3 separate regions of the Mus musculus genome follow, and all the other regions are linked to region 3. Evidence: chromatin contacts called from public ChIA-PET data. All regions are on one chromosome and are shown on one strand. Each heading gives the region's core, a stretch centred on a gene start, on an enhancer-like site or on the middle of the called end of the contact. The rest is flanking DNA. Distances are from core to core; before and after follow the strand shown.

Region 1 (4,868 bases), core at 1,695-4,194, 130 kb after region 3:
CCAAGGCCTGAAGGCCCTTACCTTCCCGTCACACCTGATCAGGGGGTTGAAGTAGACTCCGGCACCGTAATTATTCTGGATGGAGGAGATGATCCTGGGCCCCAAGAGTTTGAGGAAGGAGTAGTGGCTCCAATTCTTCTTCAGGTTCATCGCGTGCCAGGCAACAGGGTCGTCTACTGTGAACACTAAGTCTAACATGGGATTCTGGGAAGTGAAGGAACAAAGAGTTCAGCACTACCACTTAAGAAAAACACTAGGAGAAAAAAATTAACAATTCCAAAGTGCTACAGTATTACCTTTCACGTCAGAAGGCCTAGGGCCGTCTGCCATTAGAAACCTGAGCAGGTCCCACAGAGCAACGCTAGTTTGCTTTTCATCCATATAAATAATGATGTCACACATTCACTTATCATGTGTTAGGTGCCAGCCCTCATCTGATCGCTTGACATACAATGAGTTAGTTTATCTCCAAAATGATCCCACCAGGCAAGTATACTATTCCAGTTGTATAGGAAGGAGAGGAAGAGCTGGGGAAAGCACTTTACCCAAGGCTACAGAGCCCGAGGAGACCCAAGAAGACCCAAGGGGACCCAAGGAGCGGTGGCTCAGTGGTTAAGAGCACTGGCTGCTCTTGCAGAGGACCTGGGCTTGATTCCCAGCATCCACATAGTGTTTCTCAAATGCCTTCTTCTGCCTTCTGTGGGCGCTAGGCATGCACGTGGCACACATACATTCACACAGATAAAACACTCACACACACAAGTATTTTAAAAATAGTTCAAAAATATTAAGAAAAAAAAAAGGCTGGTAGGTTTCAGGGCAGAGAACTCAAGAGCCCACCACTAAAGATAGACAAATTATGTCCAAGTAGATTCTACATAGGAACGCTTAACATACAAACTGCACTCAAATTAGTCAGGAGAATAAGGAGAAAGGATTTTTTCTTGGATGTGACATGTGTGAGTTCTGAGGAATGTAAGAGGGGGACACAGCATGGAGAAGAAACCCAGGAAGCGTGGAAAACGGCTGTCACGTTAGTGAAACTCTTCCCTGTTCTGGAGCCAGGCGTGTTCCAGAACCCGCCCCCTCCCCCAGTCTGATGCTGCTGTTAACAAAACATACTCATGCAGTACTAAATGAGATCAAGGCGACTTTCCACATTAAAGAACTTTCCAGAGGAGGGGAGCCCATTCAGGCACTAACGTCCTGGAAGAACACAACAGAATTGTTGGCATGAATGCAGAGAATGAAAAAGAAGAGGAAATAAGGGTCCTCTCTGGGAGAGATGTGTAGGTCAGCTCGGAGGAGAACCTCTTTGAAAACCTACAAGCTGTCTATCGGGAGGTTCAGGAATGCTGTTTCCCAGGCTGGTCTTAAACCATCGGTGATATTACTTAAGATTCGGAGGTAACATGGATAGTTTCATGTATGTACAGATATATGAAGCCATGTTTGCAGGTCAGAGGGCGCGGATTGTTGCTCCCACGCTCCATCTAATCTATTTCTGAGACAGGGTCTCTTACTGACCTGGAGCTTGCCAAGTATGCCGGGAGCCAGGAAGCCCCAGGGATCCACCGGTTTCTGTCTCCCTAAAGCTGGGATTACAAGTGGGTACACCACAATGCCTGACTGAAGGATGATTGTAAAAAAAAAAATGTATAATTATGATAATCTATATGAAGTAACTGGACAGCTCACAATTTCTCATATGCCCATGATCCATACTTTCCCATTTGTTAGAGAAAATCGGTAGGATGTAGAAGAAATTCAAGAAACACCAGGTGAATTTTAACTGGAAGAAAGACCTGGCCAGGAGCTAGACCCAGGATGCCCTACTGTACAGTGACTGAGACTCCGTACTCTGGAGTAACAAGCCTCAATCCTAACTAGATTCCTGTTCAATGTGCTGACCTGAATAAATGTGCTACCTGCCTGGGCCCTACACCCAGTCCATCAACTTCCTGAAGCCCACGGATCATTCCGTATTTTCTCCTTATCTTTCGATGGGATTTTCAAAGTTAGCTTCCAATTAGTCACCTGGGATGTTTTACACACTGCTAAAGTCCTAGGCCAATGAAATCAATCCCTGCAGACAAAACCAGTCTTTGTATTGCTAAAAAGCTATGGAAAACTCCAATGACAAAGGCTGAAAACACTTAAGTAGGACCTGCTACTTTGTTTTTTCCCCCTTCCCACTACATCTCTGCAATGCCACCACCTCTTCCTCATCACTCCCAACTTAGATTGGAGACAGACTACTCATGCCTCACTTATCCTATCAGCTCAGGCTGGTGATGGATCGGCATATAATAGCACTTGCTGCCAAACCAGATAAACTGAGTTCAACCTACCACGACCCACGTGGTGCAAGGAGAGAAACAACTCCCTCAAGTCGTCCTGTGACCTTCAAGTGTGCGCAGAAGTACAGGTGCGCTTGCTATATAATCACTAAGTAAATGTAAACATATAGATTTGCCTGGCGTGACAACACGAGCCTTTTAATTCCAGTACTGTGAGTTCGAGGGCAGCCTTCAGCCAACCCTGACCAGGGAAATCCAAATTCCGCTCACACCGAAGGACACTTTGCTAGGATGAACATTTCAACAATTGGCTCTTGGCGTGTCCGGGCTCCGCAGGAATGAAAGGCATGCGAGGAACGGCGAGGGCGAACAGGTGCCAGGCATGGGACTGGTCGGGGAACTAGGGGGCCTCCGACTCACCTCCTGGTGGGCACTGGGTCCTGCCTGGCGATACACCGCGGAGCCGTAGGCGAAGGCCAAACTCAGGTCCTCCGGGAAGTGAGCCAGGATCCTGCGCAGGCCCACGCCCGAGCTGTGCAGCGCCTGCAGCGCCATGGGCGGGCTGGCCCGCCGGTGGGACAGACGGTGCTGTGCCGACCCTGTGCTCGCAATTCCCGGTCGTGCGGACCGCGCTTCCGCCCGGTCCCGCCCCTCCACGCACGCGCGCTTCAGAGCGGGCAGCTGGCAACCTGCGGGGAGGCCGAGGCTCCGTAGCGCCCTCTAGCCGGCGGAGGAGCACATTACATGTCTATCCTGTGACAACCTGCTATAGAGCCTAGCAAATCCTTTGTAGCACTAAAACTACGAATGGTTATTAAACCATTTAATTAATTAAATCATCCTTATATTGATTTTCTTTTTGCTTTTTGTTTTTTTTTTTGAGATAGGGTTTCTCTGTGTATCCCTGTCTGTCCTGGACTAACTCTGTAGACCAGGCTGGCCTCAAAGCATTCAGACAGGGTTTCACTGTGCAACAGCCCTGGAATTTGCTATATAGACAAAGCTGGCCTCGAACTCACAGCCATCCACCTGCCTCTGTCTCCAAAGGGCTAAGATGAAAGCATGAACTACCTCATTCACAACCTTGTGGAGCTATCACCTCTAGTGCCAAGTTGTAGGAGCATTTGAAGATTTAGAAAAACAAAAGAAATGTAAAACATGCCGGCCCAGGGGATTGTGATTGCTAGAAACTGACTGTGGTTTCTTCATGTTAAAGGTCTTTTTCAAGTCTGATAATAAATAAATGTTCCATAAAAGGAAACATATTGTATAAATATTCCCTCACATTTGCATTCAATTTTAGAGTCAGAGAAGTCTTCTTGCCCCTTCAGGGATGGTGTCTTAGTCAGGGTTTCTATTCCTGCACAAACATCATGACCAAGAAGCAAGTTGGGGAGGAAAGGGTTTATTCAGCTTACATTTCCACATTGCTGCTCATCACCAAGGAAGTCAGGACTGGAGCTCAAGCAGGTCAGAAAGCAGGAGCTGATGCAGAGGCCATGGAGGGATGTTCTTTACTGGCTTGCTTCCCCTGGCTTGCTCAGTTTGCTCTCTTATAGAATACAAGACTACCAGCCCAGAGATGGTCTGACCAATAAGGGGCCTTTCCCCCTTGATCACTAATTGAGAAAATGCCTTACAGTTGGATCTCATGGAGGCATTTCCTCAACTGAAGCTCCTTTCTCTGTGATAACTCCAGCTGTGTCAAGTTGACACAAAACTAGCCAGTACAATTGACCCCTTGTCAACCTGATACACAAACACATCACTAGTAAGCCTCAACCCTTACATTCTTATTCATCCCCAAGATCTAAATAACTTTAAAAGTCCCACAGTCTTTACATATTCTTTTTTTTGGGGGGGGGCTTGTTTAAACACTTTATTCAGAGGCTTGGGGAAAGATGGTAGAACACGCTGTCTGCTGTCCTGCGCGGGGCAGACCTTAGAGCAGTCCCGGTCGCTAAGAGCGTCTTTACATATTCTTAAAATTTCAATCTCTTTAAAATATCCATCTCTTTTAAAATCCAAACTCTTTTTACAATTAAAAGTTTCTTAACTGTGGGATCCACTAAAATACTTCCTTCCTTCAAGAGGGAAAAATATCAGGGCACAGTCACAATCAAAAGCAAAAATTATCCAATGTCTGGGATCCAACTCACAATCTTCTGGGCTCCTCCAAGGGCTTGAGTCCTTCTTCAGCCCTGTCCTTTGTAGCACACAGCTTGTCTTCTAGGCTCCAGATGTCTGTACTCCACTGCTGCTACTGTTCTTGGTGGTCATTCATGGTACTGGCATCTCCAAAATGCTGCTGTCTTCTGCTGTAACTAGGCTTCACCAATAGCCTCTCATGGCTCTCTTCATGGTGCTAAGCTTCAACTCCTTTGCATGACCCCTTCAGTCCTGGGACATTAATTGCTACTGAGACTGCACCTTCACCAATGGCCTCTCACAGTGCCAAGCCTCAGCTGCTCTTTATGACCACTTCATGCCTTCAAAACCAGTACTACCTGGGTAACTCTTACACATTACCAAGTCCTGATGCAGCAAGAGGTACAACTTTGGCTATCT
Region 2 (4,643 bases), core at 1,201-3,700, 250 kb before region 3:
GCTGTAGTTTACCAGTTTTGATGACTGTCCTGCCAGTGAACTTCCAGTGTCCACCTGTCTGCTCCCCAGTGCTCACACTCAGGTTCTTAGGTGGAATCTAGAGATCTCAGCTCAACCACGTGTCCCCACCCACTGAGCCCTTTCTCTAGCCTCTGGCTTATACCTTTACAAGGTTGAAAAAAGGGAGATTAATATAGGCAAACTATTTGTGGCTTGCAGTTTCTAAAATATTTACTTTGTAGCCACTTCCAGGGAAAGCTTGCTAGCCCTGATGTGGCAGGCACAGCATCATTTGACAAATGATCATCAAAGCGACATTCAGATGCTTCCACTAGTGGAAGGCATGAGCCGCCCATTTCCTGTCTGGACAGCTCAGGCAACATTAGTCATTTTGGGTTCTGATGGGCTTTGCCTTACTGTACGTCATCTGCACATTGGCCTGGAGTAGAGACGAGAATGTGGATTTCATGTGAGAGTTTGTCAAGGGTCTTCTGTACTCCAGGTACTGTGCTCAGCTGAGGGAAGGTGAATGAAACAATTTTAATTTTAAAAAGTACTTATTAGATTTAATTCCTTAACATTAAAAAATTAAAACATGGCCGGGTGTGGTGGCGCACGCCTTTAATCCCAGCACTTAGGAGGCAGGGACAGGAGAATTTCTGAGTTCGAGGCCAGCCTGGTCTACAGAGTGAGTTCCAGGACAGCCAGGGCTACACAGAGAAACCCTGTCTTGAAAAAAAAAAAAAAAAGAAAGAAAGAAAATTAAAACATGACAGGTAAAAGATCCAGTTTTTAGGGCTGGAGAGATGGTTCAGAGGTTACAAGCTCTAGATGTTCTTGCAGAGAACCCAGGTGTGGTACCTTATAGCTGTCTATAACCCCAGTTCTAGGCGATGCCCTCCTCTTGGCTTCCTGAACACCTGTACACTGTATACTCACAGCAAACACACATGTGTATAAATAAAAACTAAAAAAAACTCTTAGATTCAGTTTTAAGTAATTTTTCAGTCTTTAAAATCAACAGTATTTAAAATCTTTTGTTGGGGGTAATATTTGTATTAGATTTCTACAACATCCTTTATATAGTATATTAGTTAGGGTTCTCTAGAACAGTTCTCTCTCAACCTGTGGGTTGTGACCACTTTGGCAAGCCTCTATCTCCAGAAATATTTACATTATGATTCATAACAGTAGCAAAATTACAGCTATGAAGAATCAACAAAATTAATTTTATGGTTGGGGGTCATCACTACATGAGGAACTGTATTAAAGTGTCACAGCATTAGGAAGGTTGAGACGCGCTGCTCTAGAGGATCAGAACTGATAGGATGAATCTATCGTATATGTACAATTGACAGTGGGTTAGACTATGGGCCAGCTAGTCCAACAATGGCTGTCTACCAATGGAAAGTCTAAGAATTCAATAGTTCAGTCCATGATGTTTCAATTGTATATATTTCTTCAGTATTCTCTGGAATCCCAAAGAAGTAGGCTGTAAGGCCAGTGAAGAGTAGACTGGCCAGTGAGAGCCAGGGCAAGCAGGCAGAGAGCAAGGGCTTCCTCCTTCCATGTCCACTATATAGGCAGCCACCGAAGGTGTGGCCTAGATTTAGGGTGGATCTTCCTATTTTAATGATTTAATTAAGAGAAATCAGTCACAGGTGTACCTACCCAGCTGCTTGGGTTTTAGTTAATTCAAGTTGACAACCAAGAACAGCCCCAACAGTTTCCATCTTTAAAAATATGTACACAATTCTCCTCATATCTGACACAATTGCCAAAGCCTTTTTTTCTTCTCCTATCAGTGGAGCACAGGGCCAGGAGGTGCTGACGTAATCAGCAGGGATAGCTCTGACAGTGCTGGGTAACTCCTGCCCTGCCAAACCATCCTCAAGCCTGTCCATACAGACAGTCAGTTTGGACAGAAAGAAACCTGCTCTCAATTTCCTTATTTCTGTATTGCTGTTACAGATACATAATACCAAGTTAGAAAGATTCAGAGATGATACAGTGTCTCTGTTAGTAGCTGACCCCTGACCCCTGGCCTTCCACTTCTTACTCTCCAGCCTCCTGCCCCCTGCTTTCTGCTCACCACCCCTGCCACCTACCCCCACCCTCAACTTCCTCCTTATCCTTCTGCATCCTGCTTACAGTTCTCCTCCTGCCCAGGCCCCCACCTCTAGTCCCTGGCCCCTGCTTCCTACTCCCTGTCCCTTTTCCCTTGACTCCCGATCCCCCACCTCTTGTCCTCCACTTACTGCCTCCTTTTCCTGTCTCCTACCTCCTACCCCCTGTGCCTTAGCCTTCCCCGCCCCGCTCCTTATTCCCATCTCACCTCCCCAGTTTCTTTCTCTTGGTAAGTTAGGTCATAAGCTTTGGATAAGTGTCATGCTGTGACATCTGTGCTCCCACATGTAAGTCACTGGGTGTGGCTCTGTTGATAGATTAGCACCAGGACTCTGTGGCAGATGAAGCCCTGGGAGGTTGTTGCCCAACCATGCTGTCATTTCCTTTCATCTTAGCTGTGGTTTGGCTGCTGGGATTCTTTTCTGTTACATGCCAAGCCCTCATCAAAGCCTGTCTTCTTTCACTAGAAGCAACACAGTCCCATCGGGAGACTTGGGTTTGACCCACACTCAGCATCAGGCCCTTGTCTGATCACAGTGCCCAGGTATAGGTGTGTTCAGCTTCTAAGATGACAAGAGGCTGAGGTCTCTCCTGCTCTACTCAGAGCTGCAGAGCCTAGCTCTTCAGGAGGAATGAGAGCCAGGGAGAGGCAAGACTGACTCCACCCCTGGGTGCACTTGTTCCTCCTCTAGGTCCCCTGCTCTTCCCATCCATCTTATGCATGGTTAGATTTCATGCTGTTAGATTCCTCAGAAGTCTAGCCTGTCCTAGATGCTTATAGCAAATTCCTTTGTTGGGTTACTGTGGGTGTTCCACCCTCCTGTCACAAAGTGAAACCCGGCCACACCCTCTGTGAAGTCAATAGGATCTTCTATTCTGACCAGATTTTCTCAAAGCCGCATAAGCCATAAAAAGTTTGAACCACGTGCTTTTTATGCTCTTTTAGCATGCCTCTTATTGCCTTTGGGGTTTGTTTGTTTTCCCTAGTACTTCCCTAGCTTTACAGAGGTGTAAACGACATTCTAAGTGGTCACTCATGGTGACCTTCCCAGCCCTTAAAGCTATAGAGGCTTTTTTGTTTGTTTTTAAATTTGTGGGATCCACCTCAGCAGGTCACCAGAGAACAGTCAGGGGAAAGTGAGTTGGGCCTGATCTTGGGGAGGGAGCTATGGACATCTGATTCTGCAGGCCTGAGTGCAGGCCTTTGCACTGCTGTGGCTCCTCGGCCTGTCTCCCCTTACATTAAGTGTTTAGCTTATATTGGAAGGAGATCAGTAGCAAATGAGTATCCAAACACAGGTTGTTGGTTAGCTTAAGAGAGGAAAGAATAAAGATTCTGAAAAGGTCTTTTCACACAGATCCTACTGTAGATGGTATGGCAGTTGTCATTGGATGGCTGCATACAATGTATAGCGTATGCTTGATGTGTATAGAAAGATGCTTAATGCTTGGAAGAATGAGCATCAAGGGAGAACACTTCCCATTGGCCAATTATGAGGTTTTGTAAAGGGATCTGGGAAGATCACTTAGCAAAGGGCATGAAGACCAGAGTTTGCACTCCAGAACCCATGTGAAAATACTGGACACCACCCAGCAAGGTGGCTCAGCAGTGGGAAGGTGCTTGCCACCAAGCCCAACGACCTCATTCATTCAGTCCCAGAACCTACAAGGTAGAAGGAAAGAACCAATTCCCACAAATTGTCCTCTGACCTCCTTGTGCATGGCATGATACACTTTCACACCCCATCTGCCTAGTAAAAAATAATGTAAAAATAAATGCTGGGCTTAGTGCTGGGTCGCAAAGACGAGAAGAGGCCTGGGGCTCACTAGTCAGCCATTCTAGCCTGTGAGTTCCAGGGCAACGAGGTGGGTGTTGCTCCTGATAAAGGTCTCTAAGAGATAGAAGGGAGTTGTCCCAGCAAAGAGGGGAAAGATTTCTTAAGAATACAGGGAATGGCAGCCATGGCCATCAGCCCCACGGTAGCACCAGGTATCCATCGGCATAACCTGGGCTGCTGGTCAGGCTTCCTGACTCCTGGACACCAACCTTGTTTTTTGTCCCCTGCATAGGAAGATACATGGGACCCAGGCAACTCAATTTTTAAAAAAAGATTTATTTTTCTCTGTGTGTCAGTGTGCTAGTTTGTATGCAAGCATAGTGCCCTTGTGGGACCAGAAGAAGGCATCAGATCTTGTGGAGAGCTGGAGTTACAGACCGTTGTGAGCTGCCATGTGGGTGCTGAGAACTCTAGTCCTGGAAGAGCAATATGTGCTTTTAACCACTGAGCCATCTCTGCAGCCTCACACACCTCATTTTCCCGAATCTCTCATTAGGGTGGTGCACACCTATAATCCCAGCACTCTTGAGGCTGAGGCAAGAGAATCAAAAGTCTGTGGACAACCTGGGCTATGTAATGAGACCCTGAGTGAAGCATTGCCCAATGTATGATGCTAGTCTTTGTAATCAGTGAGGCTCACCAGTTCTATAGGAAAAGGATTCATTATTTTCATCCTTT
Region 3 (4,650 bases), core at 1,093-3,592:
TGGGCCATCCCTCCAGCACTCTGAGCTCTCATTTTAGGAACAAAGACCTCCAAGGAATGAGACCCTCTTTACCTCTTTACAAGGCATATGCATCTAAGGTTTTGCATAAAGTCATTATCCTCTTGCCCTGTTTCTTGAGAGACTGGCCCACACAGTCCATTGCTAAATTCCCACCACCTAAGAAATGGGTGGTAAAACTCTAGAAAATAAATTATAGAGATGCTCCCCATAGACGTTCCCACACCTCAGCAACTCAGACACCTTCCTGGCAATGTCTCGCCCCAGTGTCACTGACTGCAGAGGCTGCCTGTGCTCCTCCAGCTCTTCTTTAAAGCCTCCCTGACAGAGCTTATTGAAACATCTCCCTTGCTACAATGTTCCTAAATTGGTGGGAATTAGACTAATGAAGAAATAAAGCAAAAGTGAAATGTTTCTATTTGGGATGCTCTAGCTGTATGAGCATCTGGTAAATTAAATGGATGAGTGGTTTCCAGCCACGGCTCTGCTATGTCCTAATGAGTTCTCTGGGTCTCTGGTCTCTTTATACTATTAACCTCAAGGGTCTAGCAGGTGGTTCAACTCACTTCAATCATGCTTTCTAGGCACTGTGGCAGCAATCCCCAGCACCCTCCATCACAGACCCCATCCTCTGAGATACAGAAGCAACAGTGGGCTGCACCTGAGGACTCTTGTGTTCTCCCTTGTTTCCCACTGGAACTGTCATCTTAGAACAACCCACTATACTCACACTCGTGTATTTCAGCAGATAACCTCAGATAGCAAACACGGCAACCTTTCTGCTCTATGCAGATCCACTGGTATGGATCTTAACAGTGGCTGAATGCAGAGAGAGTGACCTTGCACATATCCAATCCCACTGGCTCCATACACCCCACATGGGTGCATTCTCTCACAAAAATGCCATAGCACTGTCAACATGTTGGGGTGGGGAGATGTCTGTGACTTCCAGTCAGTCAGTGTCTTGGAATCCACAGAAACAGGAGAGATGGGCACAGGGATAGAGGGAAGCTTTAACTGCAGAGATTAGCTTCGGTACACTCAGAGGGAAGCAGGGCATTCTTCCGGCTAACCTCCTAATGATGTTTAAGCATCCACAGAGCTGCTGCCACCCTCCTCAGAGTGAGTGCCCTGAAGATTCACCTCTGGAAGCTCCTCCTTCCATGACGTGATACTTACAGACTGTGGCTATGAAGTGAGTGATAAGACACAGCAAATGCTGTGATTCGGGTAAGTGCCTCAAAGGCCATGTGGTCAAGGCTGGATCCCCAGTCTGTGAGTGGGAGGAAGTTAGGTTGTTGGGCCTTGAAGGGGGTGTGGCTTCTTAGCCGCCATGTGCACCCAATACAACATGCTGCCTCACCACTGGCCCAGTGCAACAGGACCAAGTGACCAGGATTGAAACCCAAAGTAGACCTTTTCCTTAGTAAGCGTGTTCTCTCAGATGCTTTATCACGGCTGAGAAGCTAACACATCTAGACAGGTGCGTCTCTCTGGAATCCCAACATGCCAAGGGCTTTACCTTCTGACCCAAAATATTTTTCAAATCTATTGGGGACAGAAGCATCACTTGTGATAGCAATGTGTGACCACATGTGTTAGAAAATTCACCATGGTAGTGCATCTCACTTATATCTGGAGATCCACAACCTAGCTTCACGACAACTGAAACACAACTATAAAGTGTCTGGTGCTATTGTTCACGGCTTTGGGTTAGATGATGCCTGCTTCTGAGATTTTTAGAAATGTTTTATCTCCACCTTGAATTATACAAAACATCAGGGAACTAAAAGCGTCATCTAGACACCAATAACAAACCACACTGGTACTGCCCCTGGGACCATGACATTTTCCTATGTCAGCTGTTGTCACTGCTGCTGTAATGATAGCTGAACCCAGAACATGACTAATGCAGGGAAATTCTTCTCAACCCAAAGAAAGAAAGAAATCATACAAAAATAAATGAATCATATTACCCACCCACCCCCATGCCACCCCCACCACTACCACCAGTCAAAACAAAATGCCCACCTACATGGGTGGACACATATGCAACCCCTGGTCATATCCCTAAAGGTTCTGTTGTTCTCCTCCTGCTGTATTGTTACTTGTCTGTTGCTGTGATAAAGCCCCTTGACCAAGGCCATTTGCAGAAGAAACAGTTTATTTGGGCTAAGGTTCTAGAGGGTCCATCACAGCATGGAGGCAGGAAACAGAGAGACCACATCTGTAAACACAAATGCAAGCAGAACTCGGGGAGGAGAAAACAGCTAGTGGGGTGAAACTTTTCATCTTGAAGCCTGTGCCCAGAGAGTGACATATTTCCTCCTGCTAGGCTGTGCTACCTAAACCTCCCCAAAGAACACCACCCGCTGGGCACCAAGTGTTCAAGCCATCACAGAGATCTAGCACAGATGGGGTTTTCAGAGCCTTTAAAACACTAACAGGCATTTTAGGGTGCCATTTACTCCCTGTTCTCTAAGCATCACCGTGGGATCTCTTCCGCCAGGGCTTTCTGCATCCATCCAGCAGAAAGCCACTCACACAGATACATATGAGGGAATCATCAAGCCTGTGAAGAGAGGTGAGGAGCAGCAGCCAGTGCTCCGAGCAGCTGACTGTTTTACACAACATTTGGGTGAATGAGCCAAGCCAAACAAGATAAAGATAAGGCCAAAGACATCAGGGGTCCCAGGGTGACACCCCAGATACGTCTGCCCTGTAGCCAGAGGGAGCACTCTCTAACCTCACTCTCCTGCACACTTGCTTATGACCCGACTTGCACATAGCACTGCACATGTGCTCCTGGCAAAGAGAACACACAAACGTATAGATTCATATCAATGTGTCCTCCTCCTAGACCACCACCTTGCCCTCTCTGCCCAGTCTTTGCTCTCACTGACCTGCCTTCAAGAAACTTAGACTTTAAGATGCTGTGATGGAGAGAAAGAGGCTTTAGCTCTGAAAGTGGATCTAATCAAATGATGGTTGCCATTATGTAAACAGTCAACTTTACTGTGATTTGAATTCTCCTTCTTCCAAAGAAAATCATCACTAGCCACAAGCTATTTCAGACTCCACCTGTGCATCGGGCCTCAGACTAATCTAGAAAGAGAAAGCCATTCAGTTTTATAGGAACGCTTCTCCAAGGCTGCCCTGCTCCTGGAGGGCAGAGAGTGCCTCGTCAGAGGAGTGGGTCCAGTGTGTCACCATGAAGCTCAACAGCAGGTGGAACTGACTTTATGACATCCTGTGGCAAAGACGTGTCACACAGCTCTGGGGAACAAATACTGGATGAGACAGGCTTTCCCTACGCATCCCAGGCTGCCCTGGAAGTTCTCATCCTCCTGCTGCCTCAGCCTCAGATGACAGAGTAAGGAACCATACACAGCCTAAAAGACCCTTTATCTCTGACTGATACTCAACTAAGATAAATGTGTATAAACTGTAAAATAATCACTTAAAAACAGAAGGTACAGTCTAGAGATGCTAGGGCCAAGCGCTCATAATGAAAAGCGGGGTCATTTGACTTCCCCAAATGATGACCCTGAACAAAACCCCCAGGTGAGCTTTCTGGTAGTTATCGTGATTCACCAGAACTAAGCAGCTCCACTCAAACCTGGTTAAACCTCCAGGGCTAAACAGCTCCATCCACAACCCACCACCGAATGCCATGAAGTCAGACTCCAGCCATCTCTTGCTTTGAGGTCTCCCAGTTCACAAAACCTTGTTTCTTAGTCACAACAAACTCAAAATTCTAACTTGATGGGCCAGCAAGATGGTTCAGTGGGGAACGGTGATTGGCAATCATGCCTGATTACCCAGGTTCAATAGCCCCCCCCCCAGGCTATAGCATGTGTGCCATACATGCACACAAAATAATTAAAATATAATTACACTTGTAAAAGTAAAATTCTCATATAATATGATGCTGTTTTTAATGAAAAGGAGAGGAAAAAAGTGATAAAGCCTTCCCTTGAGCAGTTACTGACATCTCAGTAAAAGCTCAGGGAAAGAAGGAAAGGCACGCGGGTGGAGAGCCCAGGCCAGGATCCAAGGGAAGCCTGGGATTTGCATTTCATTTTGAAAGCACCAAAATCTTAGAGTGGCATCTTAGAGTAAGCTCTTGAGAGAGGGGCATTACCACCCCTCCCCCACACACCTCAGGCATAATCTTTCTCCTTTTAATATTTTTTAATTGAAGAAATTGTTTTCATTCAATATAACTTCCCCTCCCCAGTTCTTCCTCACCTCCCTACCAGCCAATTTTATGATATGTTCTCTTTTTTCTCTTTCATAAAAAGAGACAAAACCAAAAACCAAGAAACACGCGCACGCGCACACACAAACTCCTCAAAAACAAAAAAACGCAAAAACGAAAATGAAATCAAACAACCAAAAGACCTATAGGGCAAAAAAATACCAAAGCAAAATCAAACAAAAAGTCTCTGAAATACCACAGAGTTCACTTTGTATTATTGCCAAACACAGGGCATGTGGCCTGCCCTGGTGTGTGACTGATACACCCAGTGACATGCCATTGAAGGAAACAGTTTTTCCATTTGCATGTAGTTTCTTACTTAGGGGTGGGACCCTGGCTGGCTGGAATCTGTGAAGGTCTTGTGCATACTG

The links. ChIA-PET counts read pairs in DNA pulled down with a chosen protein or histone mark.
Region 1: an RNA polymerase II ChIA-PET map of memory CD8 T cells shows a contact between it and region 3, with 81 read pairs. The contact joins the promoter of Tamm41 here to the enhancer-like site in region 3. A contact is called at or near these places in 9 of 115 datasets of contacts at active chromatin or transcription factors (the 230-238 cell line, embryonic forebrain, embryonic stem cells and 4 more) and 3 of 9 other capture datasets (adipose tissue, embryonic stem cells and liver).
Region 2: an RNA polymerase II ChIA-PET map of memory CD8 T cells shows a contact between it and region 3, with 64 read pairs. The contact joins two enhancer-like sites. A contact is called at or near these places in 2 of 484 Hi-C or Micro-C datasets (the G1E-ER4 cell line and bone marrow-derived macrophages), 4 of 115 datasets of contacts at active chromatin or transcription factors (acute myeloid leukemia, bone marrow-derived macrophages, memory CD8 T cells and 1 more) and 2 of 9 other capture datasets (adipose tissue and liver).

What each region holds. Positions count from the first base shown.
Region 1 is chr6:115,034,930-115,039,797 of GRCm38.p6, forward strand. Tamm41 (TAM41 mitochondrial translocator assembly and maintenance homolog) reads right to left here and starts at 2,945. Exons shown (of 8, transcript NM_026894.1): 1 at 2,721-2,945; 2 at 22-204. The coding sequence starts at 2,855.
Region 2 is chr6:114,657,646-114,662,288 of GRCm38.p6, forward strand. The region is part of intron 1 of Atg7 (autophagy related 7); the gene reads left to right. Among named protein-coding and RNA genes, the nearest start is that of Atg7, 17 kb to the left of the region's middle. Within about 2 kb of position 2,451, at least 144 of the 459 cell types and tissues checked have an H3K27ac peak or open chromatin away from gene starts, as enhancers often do. A contact at or near this core is called in memory CD8 T cells, where this site is marked.
Region 3 is chr6:114,903,154-114,907,803 of GRCm38.p6, forward strand. The region is part of intron 1 of Vgll4 (vestigial like family member 4); the gene reads right to left. Among named protein-coding and RNA genes, the nearest start is that of Vgll4, 16 kb to the right of the region's middle. Within about 2 kb of position 2,343, at least 26 of the 459 cell types and tissues checked have an H3K27ac peak or open chromatin away from gene starts, as enhancers often do. A contact at or near this core is called in memory CD8 T cells, where this site is marked.